Regions from separate parts of the Zea mays genome. Here all the other regions are linked to region 2. Evidence: chromatin contacts called from public Hi-C data. All regions are on one chromosome and are shown on one strand. Each heading gives the region's core, a stretch centred on a gene start, on an enhancer-like site or on the middle of the called end of the contact. The rest is flanking DNA. Distances are from core to core; before and after follow the strand shown.

Region 1 (4,865 bases), core at 510-3,009, 180 kb after region 2:
AATATAATCATTTTAAATTTACATATAGTACTACAGATGCATGGATGTCGTTCGGATGATAGTTAGAAGAGACAAGCACGCACCATTCAGCATTAACAAATAAAAACAAATACGTAATTAACGATATTGATTCATTGTATTCAGTATGATTGCTAGCTGCAGTATATACCATTGCTTGTCAACTTTCAACATCCCCGTCCCCGGATAGCATGCATGCATATATGCATAAGGCCCTGTTCGTGAACAACGTTTTGGAAAACCATAGTTTTTGAAATATTACATTATAATTTAATCAAGACAATACTACAGTTTAAAATATTATGGTTTAAAAAACTAAGGTCTAAACCTAAGTTTAGAATATTCTAAATAACAGCAGCCAAATGCAAGCGCGCGCTCATATACATAGTGGATTGTTTTTTTTTTGTGTATTATATTCATCCTTAAATTATGGCATTTTGCATTTGTTTTAAGCCAGATCTCTCTAACAATTTTGACCAAACTCATATAAATCATAACAGGATCAACAGTTTAATGCAACGTTGCGGTCAACCACCAGCTCGGACTCCCTCCTAGCTAGATAGCCCTTTCAAATGAACAGTGTTTATTTGGCCGTGTACCACACCTCTAGCTAATGCTAATCCAACCATCAGTTGACGACTTGTAGTTGTTAGTGCGGGCTAGCTGGAGCACGTCGTACGAACGAACTGGATGATGGATTGCACCCATCGCGTTTGACAAATTGAACAGGAAATGATAAAATTTGCTGAGAGTAGGTGACGATGGATGGGGCGTGGTAATACTACTCACTCTTGAAGAGGTGGTTCTCGAGGCTCCCCTTAGGCATGTACTCGTAGACCAGCAGGCGGTGCTCCTCCTCGCTGCAGTAGCCGACGAGCCTGACGAGGTTGGGGTGGCGCAGCTGGCCCAGGAAGATGACCTCCGACAGCCACTCCTTGTGGCCCTGCGTGCCCTCGGGGTCCCACAGCTTGACGGCGATCTGCTGCGAGCGGAGCCCCGGCTTGGCGCCCTCGGCCACGGCGCCCCTGTACACGGGGCCGAACCCGCCCTCGCCCAGGAAGTTGCTGTCCACGAACCCCTGCGTCGCAGCCTTCAGCTCCCCCACCGTGAACACATGCAGGTTCGACCCGGCCAGCGACACCGACAGGTCCTGGTCCGACGCCGTGCTCATCACGTCCGTCAGCGACAGCCGCTGGTGCTGCAGCCCCGTCGACGACGACGGCGCGGGGGACGGCGGCGCCGCCCGCCCCTGCTGCGTGGACGACCGCGGCTGGACCTTGTTCTTCCGCCGCCTGCTCCCGGACGCGGCCCCGCCCAGGCACCCGCGGAACAGGAACTGCCACGCCGACACCGGCTTCTGCTTCAGCTGCTGCGACTTCTTCTTGTTGGATGACCTCGCCATCGTCGATCTGTCTATCTATCTATGCCACGCACGCACACCATGCAACAGGTTTGAGCTCAAGCACGAGGCCGATCGATGGACAGGCTCGCTAGCAGCTATCTAGGTCGTCGAGTAGGCGCGGCGCGCGTGTGGGTGTTGTGTGGTGGTGGTGGCCGAGGAAATGAGAAGCACATGGATGAGTATTTGTAGAGGCCGGCTCGGCCCGCGGTGAAGCATAGCTACCTACCAACCAAAACCATGCCGAGTAAAATGGATGGCGCGTTGGTTGAGCCGATCGGCTTTCCGTTCCAGTCCACAGCAGACAGAAGACATATCGCCGCGCTGACCGCTGACTTGACAGCTCAACGCCTCGATCGCATGCATATGTGCGCCCCACCGGCCCTCCCAGCCGTGGATTTCCAGTTTTCCTATGCTTCGATTTCCTTTCTTCCTGTCTTTTCCTCAATTTCACAACACTTTTTTTTTTCCTTTTTGGCTGCCGATACATAGTAGCTAGCTTTCATGTTGTTCAAAAAAAAAAAAATAGAGATGCGCACACGGATAAAAAAAACCCATCCGATTTGTTGAACACTGAAAATATCCTTGTGGACAGTCCAGGCCCGCGGTTCGGACTATCCGTCGTAGCAGCGCAGAATCGATTATGGCTTCGGATTTCTTGCAAGATTTGTTAGCTAAACCTGCGGAATTGACTCGGGAACCGACTTGTAACGGGTACAAACCTCCCTCTTTATATAGATGAAGGGCTACGACCGATAAAACCCCTAAAATCGATCCAATCAATTATACTTATCGTTTTTACTTTATACATTAGAAGTAACTCTAGTTTAGCCCAAGTTTAGCATCCTCTACCTCAAACCTTCACCTCTCTTCGGCTCTACGTCGACTAGAGGCGTCTCGGGCGGCCTACCGACACCAAGACACACCGGTATCTACTAAAATCAGGCCTCAAATGGTCGGTTCTAAAGATCACATCGATATTTCCTCGGACAATATCCTAAAGTCGGTTGTTGAAAGTCTGACGGCTGAGGGACAACTTCAATACGAAGACTACATGCGTCAAGCGAAGGAGAAATTCTTGTCACAATACACGGTGGATCGCCAGCAGAAGGTTGTCAAATATGGAGAGACCGACGTTGCATCTCTTTTATCTTCGCTTCAAGTCCCCAACGTAAGAAAACCCCACGACATCCAATCTATTAAACATTATGTAGATCAGCAACATAATCAAATGAAACAACATATTGGCGGGTTAGAATAATCAATTAGAAAATTAACACGTGCGTTGGAGAAGTCTATTGCTCCTAGTTTTCCATCATATGAAACTAGTAATAGGATATCGATATCTAATACATCGGCAACAAATATGGATTCGCAGCCCCAACCATTATATGGTATGCCGATGAACTAATATCCAGGGCAAATACCACCACTGTCGTCCCTGCTTGACAGATCGACGCCCCTAGACACGGTCGGACCGTCCGAGCTTTTGCCAGGACAGTCCGGCCCTTACGCGGACCCTCCGTCTTTCCGTGCCGGACAGTCCGAGGATGCACCAGGACCACCGCGTGGTGCCCTAATATTAGCGAACACAACCGGCCAGTTTGGATTTATCACATGACAAACCGGATACACATACTCAGAAACTACTGTTGCACACTATGCACCAAATTATTACACACCACAACAGCATTATATTCTGCCCCTATATATTTGTCGGGGACCATAATTAGGGGTACCCTCAAGACGCCTAATTCTCAGCTGGTAACCCCCATCAGCATAAAGCTGCAGAGGCCTAATGGGTGCGATTAAGTCAGGGATCAGTCCATACGAGCGACTCGATCACGCCTCGTCCGAGCCTAGCCTCGGACAAGGGCAGCCGACCCCGAGGGATTTCCGTCTCGCCCGAGGCCCCCCTTTAACGGCGGACACATCACCGGCTCGCCCGAGGCCTTGCCTTCGCTAAGAAGCAACCCTGACTAAATCGCCGCACCGACCGACCAAGTCGCAGGAGCATTTAACGCAAAGGTGGCCTGACACCTTTATCCTGACGCGCGCCCCCCGGCAGAGCCGAAGTGACCGCCGTCACTTTGCCGCTCCACTGACCGGTCTGACAGAAGGACAGCGCCGCCTGCGCCACTCCGACTGCAGTGCACTTGACAGAGTGAGACTGACAGGCAGTCAGGCCCTGCCAAAGGCGCCATAGGAAACTCCGCTCCGCCCAACCCAGGGCTCGGACTCGGGCTAAGCCCCGGAAGACGGCGAACTCCGCTCCGCCCGACCCAGGGCTCGGACTCGGGCTAAGCCCCGGAAGACGGCGAACTCCGCTCCGCCCGACCCAGGGCTCGGACTCGGGCTCAGCCCCAGAAGACGGCGAACTCCGCTCCGCCCGACCCAGGGCTCGGACTCAGGCTCAGCCCCAGAAGACGACGAACTCCGCTTCGCCCGACCCCAGGGCTCGGACTCCGCCCTGGCCTCTGCCGAACGACCTCCGCCTCGCCCGACCCAGGGGCTCGGGCTCGGCCTCGGCAACGGAAGACAGACTCGACCCCAGCTTCGGAGGAGCCCCCACGTCGCCCGGCCTCGGGCGCGGGCCCGCCACGTCAACAGGGAGCGCCATCATCACCCTACCCCGAGCCGACTCGGGCCGCAGAGAACAAGACCGGTGTCCCATCTGGCTAGCTCCGCCAGATAGGCAATGATGGCGCCCCGCGTGCCCTGTGACGACGGCAGCTCTCAGCTCCCTTACGGAAGTAGGGGGACGTCAGCAAGGACTCAACCGCTCCGACAGCTGTCCCTCCGCCAAGCTCCGTTGCTCCTCCGACAGCCACGACATCACACCAGCAGGGTGCCAAGATCTCTCCGGCTACCACATTGGCATGTACTTAGGGCGCTAGCTCTCCCTCCGCTAGACACGTAGCACTCTGCTACACCCCCATTGTACACCTGGATCCTCTCCTTACGACTATAAAAGGAAGGACCAGGGCCTTCTTAGAAAAGGTCGGCCGCGCGGGAGCGAGGACGGGACAGGCGCTCTCTTGGGGCCGCTCGCTTCCCTCACCCGCGTGGACGCTTGTAACCCCCTACTGCAAGCGCACCCGACCTGGGCGCGGGACGAACACAAAGGCCGCGGGATTTCCACCTCTCTCACGCCCGTCTCCGGCCACCTCGCCTTCCTCCCTTCGCGCTCGCCCACGCGCTCAACCCATCTGGGCTGGGGCACGTGGCACACTCACTCGTCGGCTTAGGGACCCCCCGGTCTCGAAACGCCGATAGTTGGCGCGCCAGGTAGGGGCCTGCTGCGTGCTGACGAACAGCTCCCCGTCAAGCTCCAGATGGGCAGTCTCCAGCAACCTCTCCGGCCCGGGACGGTGCTCCGTTTCGGGAGTCTTGAGTTCATGTCCTTCGACGGCAGCTACGACATGATACTCCTTCCACCGCCGCGCGA
Region 2 (4,558 bases), core at 1,095-3,594:
CTTCTCCACCTCCAACCTTGACATATGAAATAAACTAATCAACAAAAGCCAATGTGGCTGATAGAAGCTTGAAATTTCACATGATAGTATTTGGCACCAATTGGAAAGTACGCAGCAAATACCTGTGGTATTGTCAAGGAAAAAAATTCCTGTTTTAAAAGACCCCCACTCTCGGGCATTGCAATCTTCACTGAACAGTTATCCTCTGTATCAATTACATGAGTATTGTATGATCTTTTCCCAACAGTAACCTCAGCGCCTAGAATTGAACCCTATTAGTGAAACTTTCCTTAGATTGATGCCAGAAGAAAATCACACTAAAAATAATTTCAGATAGTATAAGCATTTAAAATTAATGCCAACAAAAATACAGTAGCAAAGATATATTTTCTTTGTAATTAAGGGCTTACAATCATGGCATACACAGGTCTCGATATTAAAGAATCCATGCATTATGCACACTGATGGGTATATAAATGACATTCATTCTCTTATGGTCAGTATTATCAAGCTTCTAAATTTAACCCACAAAGAAAGAGTTGTTAAATTCAAGGAAGAAATTCTATCTGGCACTTGAACTATCATGAGAAGCAAATCTTGGGCCCCTGACTCAAATAACAGACAACTTTGGCCATAAAATTGGGTTCTCATTTATTTCAAGCTGATAACAGGACAGATATGCATGTTTAAAACCCATGCCATGGCAGGTTGCAGGAGCCAAGGGGTTATCCTTTCTGGCTGCTCCTAGCCATATAATTTAGGGCGGTTGGATCCTTCATGGATATTTTCATGTACTCCTGTTCTTGGCCTCCGTAAGGAGTGCATGTACCCAGAGCGCCTTCCTGCCCTTTGTATCCTTCCTCTTTTAATATAATGGGGCGTAGTTCTCCTACGCTTTTCGAGAAAAAAAAACATGCCATGTCAGCAAAAACTGGCTTTAAAACAGCTTAAGAGTCAAAATTCAAAAACACCCTGTTTGAACAGTTGAAGGGGCAAAGTTGTCTGGTATAAGTTCGGAACAAAATTGGACTCTCATGATAGTTCAGGGGCAAAAAAATGAGCTTCTTCCTAAACTCCAAACATCTGAAATAGCACAAGAACAGCAGTAAAAACGAAAGAAATAAAACTTCATCAGGCAGGGTTCTCAAGTTCTATAGAAGTGGTTGTCAGCCAACACCAGAATGCAGAAGAAATGTATAACATGCAGTCATAAACTGAACTGGTTTTAGTAATTCGCCTGGAGAAAGCAAAGCTCCAAATGCAAAATAAAAAGTAATTCACGCCACTTCCATCTCTCAGAATTACAGTTGAAGGCGCACATTTTTAACCGCACATAATTATTGGTTCTAGTAAAGCAATTCTCCAAATACTGTACAATAACGCGGTGCACAAAAGAATCCGTTAGTGGAAGTCTGTGTTGGACAAGTGTACGAAGACAGCAATCCCTTTGCAAGTTCAATCCGATGCTACTTTGGATACTACTTTCTTGTTAATTATCTTGTAGCACGGAAAGCAAAGAATTTGTGCCAAAACCATGCTGGAATCCACTAGCAACAGAAAGGCAGGGCAATGGCAGCCATGATCCAGCCAAATGTAGGCCAGGAGTAAAGACATACGGAGTAATGACACCGGGTTATGTCCTGATTTGCGGAACCCGGAGAGCATAGTCCAAAGCGACAGCTAATTGGGGGCCCATCCACCTAACACGAACCAGACTGCCGGCGGATGCAAGTGAATGTTGTAATCATTGAAACGCCTAATAACCATATCCAAAACTAACAGAGCACACGCAAAGGGCAAGGTAAGGATGAGTGCATATGCTGGACCTGGTGAGCCATGGGCACGACGATGCGGCAGTGGCACGCGCGGCTGCGCGTGATGCAGTGCAGCCACCAGCGCGCGCGCAGGGCGACCTCGGCGGTGGCGCAGCCGGCGGCGCAGTCGACGCGGAGCTCGACCTCCCGCATCTGGAGCGGGATGAGCGCGGGCGGGTCGAGGCGGCCGTAGACGTGGGGCTGGTAGCTGGGCACGTCGGGGCTGTCGACGGCGGCCGGGTCGACGACGACGGCGTACGCCATGGGCGCCGCCGGCATGAGCTGCTGCAGCGCCGCGGCGGGGTCGTCGCGGTCCATCGCCAGGTGCGGGCGCGGCGGCGGCGGCATCCCGCCCCCGCTGGGCAGGACGAGGCGCTTGGTGAGCTTGAGGCCGTCCTCCACCGCGCGCGCGAAGGCCTCGTCCATGGCTGCCCGGAAGAGGCGCGGCGGTGGGGATGGCGGGCGATGCGGGTCAGATTCAGGCCAGTGGGAGGAATCGCGAGCTGGTTTTTGGCGTGGTTTAAGTGGAAGGGAGGTCAAGCGAATGAGGTGGGAGAGTCATGCGTGTGGAGGGTGACGGGGACGAGACGAGGCCAGCGACAGGCGGGGGCGGTGAGGTTACCTGCCCGGGGAGGCACGTTGTTTTTCTCGTGCTCCGATGGACGTGGTCCACGCGGGCGGGATGAGCACGTTGCCTGTCTCCGCAGTTTCTCAGGATTTCTTGCACTTCCGGTTCCAGACCAGGAGAGCATTTCATCCAAAAGCTACACAAAAGTTTCGACCAAAACTAAGGATTCTTTTATAGAAAAATATAGCTCAAAATTTTATTTTCTTTGTTCTAAAATTTAGGGCTACGTCGTTGGAGGAGCAAAATATCTGTGTGGTCCTCATCCACACGGAGAAGAGATGATCGATGATCCCGTGGAGCTATGGGGGCCCATCATTCTCATCGCCTCGCTGCTTCGGCTACCCGCCCGGAAAGCGACCCATTATTGTGACCGTCGCCCGTCGGCAAGCACACGAACATGGCGATATCGCGCACCCACGCGTGTTCGTTGCTGCCTATGCAGCGGCCCCACGCCGGGCTGGACACGTTGATGGCCGATGGCCGCGTTTCCGGCCGTTGGTCTGCTGTAACGGCTAGTTTAGTTACAAAGATGTTGAAAGAGCTTCCTACAACACCTAAAAAGTAGAAGCTCGGGTTAAAAAAAAGTTTCTAGATTATGAACATTATAGACACATTTATATTTCTGCTCACATAATCGTAACGATATTTAGATTCTCTCAAGAGTCATATTCTCTTTATAACTAGATTCTCAGAAAAGTTGGTCTTATAAATCCACTAAGAGCTTAGGTCAAAGAGAATTATAGACTTAAATTTTTTTTTAGTTAAAATTGAATAGAAGGAAATTTAATTTCTCTCAATCTATCTCGATTCAGACGCAATCGAACAAGACAGGAGTAAAGGTATAGTGCCAAAACTACTGCTTACCTCATGCGAGAACGAAGGATTGGAAACAGAAGTGGAGGATGACAAATGGATCGATTGAGGAAGAAACCGGCCACTCGTGTTTTGTGGGACGATTAATAAGCCATTGTTGCGTGGTCTGGTTGGGTGAACCAAAGGACGCCTAGGCATCAGCCTTCTTCTGTCACTCCATGCTCATCGGTGTTCCTCGCCAAGTAGCGGTGTCGGTACAAGGTGCATGCCAAACTCAACACTCGGCAACTTGACGTAAAGGAGGGGTCTCAACTCTCAGGCGACGGCAACTACCGATAGCTAGGGTGGCCACCCCACCACGCCCAACTATCTTCAGTAGACTCACTATCTTATTTTCTATTTTAAACTTCACTCTATAAACAGTGCAAAATAGTATATTTTGTACGGTCGTTTACACGGGGCTGCTGGAGATGGCCTAAGTGGCTGCTCGGATTAGAAGATAGACAGCCAAAGAAAAAAAATGGGACAAAAACAACTATTTTGAAAGTTCCAAGCTTTTTTGTCCGAACTCTGGAGATTAGGCTACCTTTAGCAGTATATTCAAACTTCACTATGTGAACAGTGCAGTCTATAATATAAAACTGTGCAAAATAATGTTTTAGATGACTATACGAGCGAAATGCGGGCCGAAGACGGTTTTTAGGGCTAGCTATATAACCTTGTCTACACAAGAGAGCTGAACTGGTTAGCATATAATGGCAAGGAAATCCTGGAGAGCATATAGATTCCAAGGCGCTACTGGCCAGAGAACCGAACTCGCAATACGGTAACAACATGTTCTGTTGCGAAGGAGATCAAAAAGAATTAGAGTGGATTAAAATTCTTTCTAGTCGAAATTAAATAGAACTAACCCCTTGCATCGAAGAAAACCTAAAGTAGGAAATAATCCAAACACATCCTTAAAAAGACTGCCATGGCAACACTCTTCCGCCAGCGATCCACACCACACGCTCACGGCCTAGCATCGGCCTACTAAGATTTTTCTTTTCTTTTCTTTATTTTGTATATGGGGACCTCAGGCGATGTTTGAGCATTGCAGCAAAACTACAAATCAAGGATTGTCTGTGACACAGGTATTTGGTTCATGTGAATAAAGTTTAGTCTATATCACATTGACTATTTAAATATCAATTATAGATATTAAATATAGTCCAATTACAAAACTAAATACATAGATGACGACTAAAATGTACGACAAATCTATTAAATCTAATTAGTTCATAATTTGCATATAATGTGAAAT
Region 3 (4,318 bases), core at 864-3,363, 140 kb after region 2:
GATAATAATAATAATAGTAGTAATAATAATAATAATAATAATAATAATAATAATAATAATAATAATAATAATAATAATAATAATAATAACAACAACAACAACAACAATAATAATAATACATTAAAACAATAAAGTTAGCAAAGGGCAGGTTGCACGGAGTTTTTCATTGATGAGCTAAAGGAAGCCTTGATTTAGGCTGTTTAAATATATACTAGCTCCGTTCTTGAATATTTATCGTAAGCTAGTTTATTTTTGAACTAAGCCATGACAAAATAAAAAATGAAGGGAATATGTTTTAGCATATACTACACGCGCCTGCTACTATAGTGTAGTGTGCGCCGGTGTAGCCAGCAATGCAAGGTGTGCACTTACGCCTACAGCTTTGTTTGGGTACTATAGTGTTCACCCCAATCCATATGTATTGGGGGTGGATTGGGGGCGGGGGTATAAATTAAACTAATTCACATCTCGATTCATCTTAATACACGTGGATACTAGAGTACCTAGATAAGGCGGTTAGGTGATGTATTATACAGCCTGATTGGATGGATGCACGTCCATGCGCAGGCTGACACCGTCCTGACTGGCTAGATACGATAATTTTGAGCGTATGGGTGGATGCAGTTTAGTAACATCAAAATGGCTTATTTTGCATCCACCTATGCAGGCCGTGACTCACACATACAAACAACCAAACATAATCTTAAGTAAAATCAACAAATGCGGTGATATAAGATGAGATGGTGCGGGTAATCGATCATACGGATAGTGTATTAAAAGCCATGCATGCATGCCATACGAGAGGAGTATTTAGGACTAGGAGATGCATATGTGACAGTGTGACACCAATAATCAAAGCGTGGGCCGCCGGCCTTGTATCTTCTTGTACATGTAGAGATCCTAGATCCCTTAAACCCTAGCTAGTAGCTAGATATATAGAACAGAACTGAATCAGCAGTAGTAGTAGTGCTTTGATTCTTGAGAGAGAGAGAGAGAGAAGTAGTATCAGCGGCAGGCAGAAGACAAAGAAGAATCCAAGCTAGCTAAATAGAGTAGAGAGACGGAGACGACGGAGTAAGTAGTCGTGGGAAATGGTAGGCAAAACGAATATAAAGCGCAGAGTGTTGAGCCTTGACACGCGCGCAAATCCATGGTACGTACGTACGGGTCCGCACGTGCCCGGAGGCCTAAACTAATAAACCAGCAAGCCCAGAGGATTAAAGAACTACTAAGCTAGCTTTCAAGGTAACGGTCTCATGAATCGCCCCACTGCTGCTAGTGCTAGCTAGCGCTAGCGTTTCAGTTTCTCTCGCGGCCGGCCGGATCGAGCGAGAACCACCAACCAGAGCTAGCGCAACTGGTAATTTCAATTTCGTTATCCTCAATTCGTCATCCTTTGTTTGTGCAGTCTGCACGTACGCATGCGATTGCATTTTCAGTACAGAGAGAGAAAGGGAAGCGCATCTGACTCAGCAGCAAGGAACATATAGAGAACGTATCTTGTGCGCAAGGAGCGTTGGTGCTCCCATGAGCAAAATTAATCCAGACCACAACCTCCACATCCAACGGTGCTGTGTCAGGGGGTTTTGTAAAATGTTCTTTACAACTCTGAACATTTTACAAAAACCCCCCTGACGCAGCACCGTTGGATGTGGAGGGTGTGGTCTGGATTGATTTTGCTCATGGGAGCAGCAGGGCTCCTTGCTCATAAGATATGGTGTCATATAGGTGATGCATGCAAATTAAAATGCGGAAAGGCCCGGCAGTCGGGAAGACGGCCGAGCAGTGCAGCGTAATCGATGATGGAGTGATATGAGAGGTGGTGGTATGCGAGCATGTGCAGGTGAGGTTTATATATTAGTATTTATTAATTAATGCGTACTGTAGTGTACCTCGAGGAAGCCGATCTCCCGGTGGAGCGCGTCGACGGCGAGCTGGAGGCGGTGGCGGCCGCAGGGGTCCGGCGAGGCAGGCGGCGACTTGGGCCTCGGCGCCGCCGCAGCTGCCATCGTACACGTCGTCGATTGTTATAGTGGACGAACGAGCGATGGATTGGATCGACGAGCTCGCTAGCGAGCCGAGCCTAGCTACCAAGCTACTCTAGCTGGTTATACGTAGTGCGCGGGTGCGCGCGCGGCAAGGGCTTGATGGCAGAAGCGGAATGGGGCCGAGCTTATTGCTGGCGAGGGGAGAGCAAGAGCAAGCAAAGCCAGCACAGCAAGTGCAAAGGAATCGAATGATGGGAGGCAGAGAGCCTACTAGGCTAGAGGCGCAGCAGCAGCGAGCGAGCGCGAGGAGGATTAAATGGCGGTAGTGGAGCGAGCTGCTGCAGGCCAGCACATGGGGGTGGGGAAGGGGGAGAGGAGGATGAGGAGGAGGAGGACGGGGCGAGCTGCAGCGTGCAGTGGGATGGTGGCGGGTTGCCGTTTCGGGCGGCAATGATCAATGATGGAGGGGAGAGAGAGAGAATAGAGAGAGAAGAGAGAGACAGCGGCAGCCAAGCCTTCGTTTCTCTCTTTCCGGGTAGTATACCCTAGTGTTGCTGTGGCTGTGCTGCGAGAGAGAGAGAAAGAGATGGTAGTACGGTACTAGTACTACTACTCCGGTGCAGCAATGCAAGCTCGCAACGCGCAGCTATAGCTAGCTAGCTAGGCCGCCAGTCCGCCACCACTGGCTGAATCTGAGACGAGACTGCTGACGAGTGAGCTAGGAGTAGAATCTAATGCGAGTACCATGCATATGCATGAGGGAGGGCCGGGGGGAAGAGAAAGAGAGAGAAGGGGTGTGACAGCAGAGGAGAGAGACTGGCCGTGGCCGGGGCTTGAAAGATTGTCGGGGCCGGATCTAGAGACGGGCACAGTCTCAGAGAGAGACAGAGGGAGGGATCCAGCCACCCGTCCAGGCCTCGCCGCTGGGTCTGGGTGGGTCCATCCGCGACGATGCGGAGGAGCTAGCAAGCATATACACTACTACTCCTACTGTAGCTAGCTCCAGGCCGCTACTCTACTCATGCGTGCTCTCTGCTATCTGCTCTCTCGTCTGTCGCGCTGCTACACGTGCTTCTCCCCTAGCTATGCTATGCTATGCCCTGCCCTGCCCCCCTGGACCTCGGAGATGGTTTGTCATCACACGCTTCATTGCAGCAATCATATGTTCCCACAGCCGTGCGTCGCCTACAACCTTATTAGCGCCCGTTGGAATGCCCTGAGATTCGAGATGTCAAGAATCCGTACGTGCTCAGCTCAGTCAATCCAAACGGGGGTAGTGTTTTGAGGACAAGTAGAAAGTCATATTTATTAATCCTACAGTCTTCTTTTCACGGGGTAGTATATATATATATATGTTCAAATTAATATACGACATCGCGAAGTCCAAAAGGCTCCAGAGCGCGTTACAAGGGACATGTACAGTGGAGAGACACCAAACCGGTTCTCCAAGCACAGGAGATAACTAAGACCTTGTTCGTTTGTGTCGGATTGGTGGGTCGGAACGATTTCGAGCCGGATTACTTCTCTAATTTATATAAACTTTGATTAGCCGGAACGATTCCGGGTACAATCCGATGTAAACGAACAAGGCCTAAGAGACTCTATTGTACAATGGAGTGTCTATAAACGTAGTCTATTAATAAATACATAATTAAATGTATTTGTATAGCATCAGATCGATAGAACAGAGGACAAATTCATACAGTGAAAAGTGAGGCGTCTGTTGCTACTTGGTTTACGAGCCAGAGGCGTCTCTTCACGGAGAGATGGCTCTAAGATTTTTTTGCAAATAACCCCCTTAAACACCTTAAGAGCCTCCACATTAAACACCACTGTACATGGCCTAAGGAGAAGAAGTCTTTAAATGGTTAAAATTCAAGCTGATATGAAAGAGAAAAGAACTCTCCACTTGATTGTTCCTTTAGCATATATATTCAACTTAGGAACAAAAGCGCAAGTGAATAAGTGAGAACTTCATGGAAGAAAAAATAACCACGATAGAAAGATGCACAGGTGACACGGTGATTATATCCCATGGTTCGGTCAATGCCTACTTCATATTGTGGTGACCTCCTTCGGTCAAGGGTTGCATTGCACTCAACCCCTCTCAAGTGATCCAAAGATCAAACTTGGGTACCACACTTTTCTTCCTTATCTCAAGTTTTTTCCCTTTGTGAGGAATCTCAACAATTTTGAGTCTCTCACCCTTACACAATTGATCACAATTAAACCGCAAGAGTTAAGGGAGGGAATAGAACCACACACACGAGACAAACTTGCACTGACTCACGCACACAAAGCGAGAGAGAGGAGCACAAAGACAACATAAC

Evidence for each region. Hi-C and Micro-C count contacts between places; a contact is called where the count stands out from the background.
Region 1: a contact with region 2 is called in a Hi-C map of tassel, with 3 times the contacts expected there. The contact joins the promoter of LOC103636168 here to the promoter of LOC100273621 in region 2. A contact is called at or near these places in 2 of 25 Hi-C or Micro-C datasets (ear and tassel).
Region 3: a contact with region 2 is called in a Hi-C map of ear, with 3 times the contacts expected there. The contact joins the promoter of LOC100277439 here to the promoter of LOC100273621 in region 2. A contact is called at or near these places in 10 of 25 Hi-C or Micro-C datasets (bundle sheath, ear, endosperm and 3 more) and 1 of 3 datasets of contacts at active chromatin or transcription factors (leaf).

What each region holds. Positions count from the first base shown.
Region 1 is chr1:71,295,051-71,299,915 of Zm-B73-REFERENCE-NAM-5.0, forward strand. It overlaps LOC103636168 (serine/threonine-protein kinase), which reads right to left and starts at 1,760. Exons shown (of 3, transcript XM_008658520.4): 1 at 808-1,760. The coding sequence starts at 1,420.
Region 2 is chr1:71,110,783-71,115,340 of Zm-B73-REFERENCE-NAM-5.0, forward strand. LOC100273621 (inter-alpha-trypsin inhibitor heavy chain-related) reads right to left here and starts at 2,345. Exons shown (of 13, transcript NM_001360282.1): 1 at 1,827-2,345; 2 at 123-272; 3 at 1-16. The coding sequence starts at 2,240.
Region 3 is chr1:71,249,125-71,253,442 of Zm-B73-REFERENCE-NAM-5.0, forward strand. LOC100277439 reads right to left here and starts at 2,114. Exons shown (of 5, transcript NM_001367324.1): 1 at 1,893-2,114. The coding sequence starts at 2,009.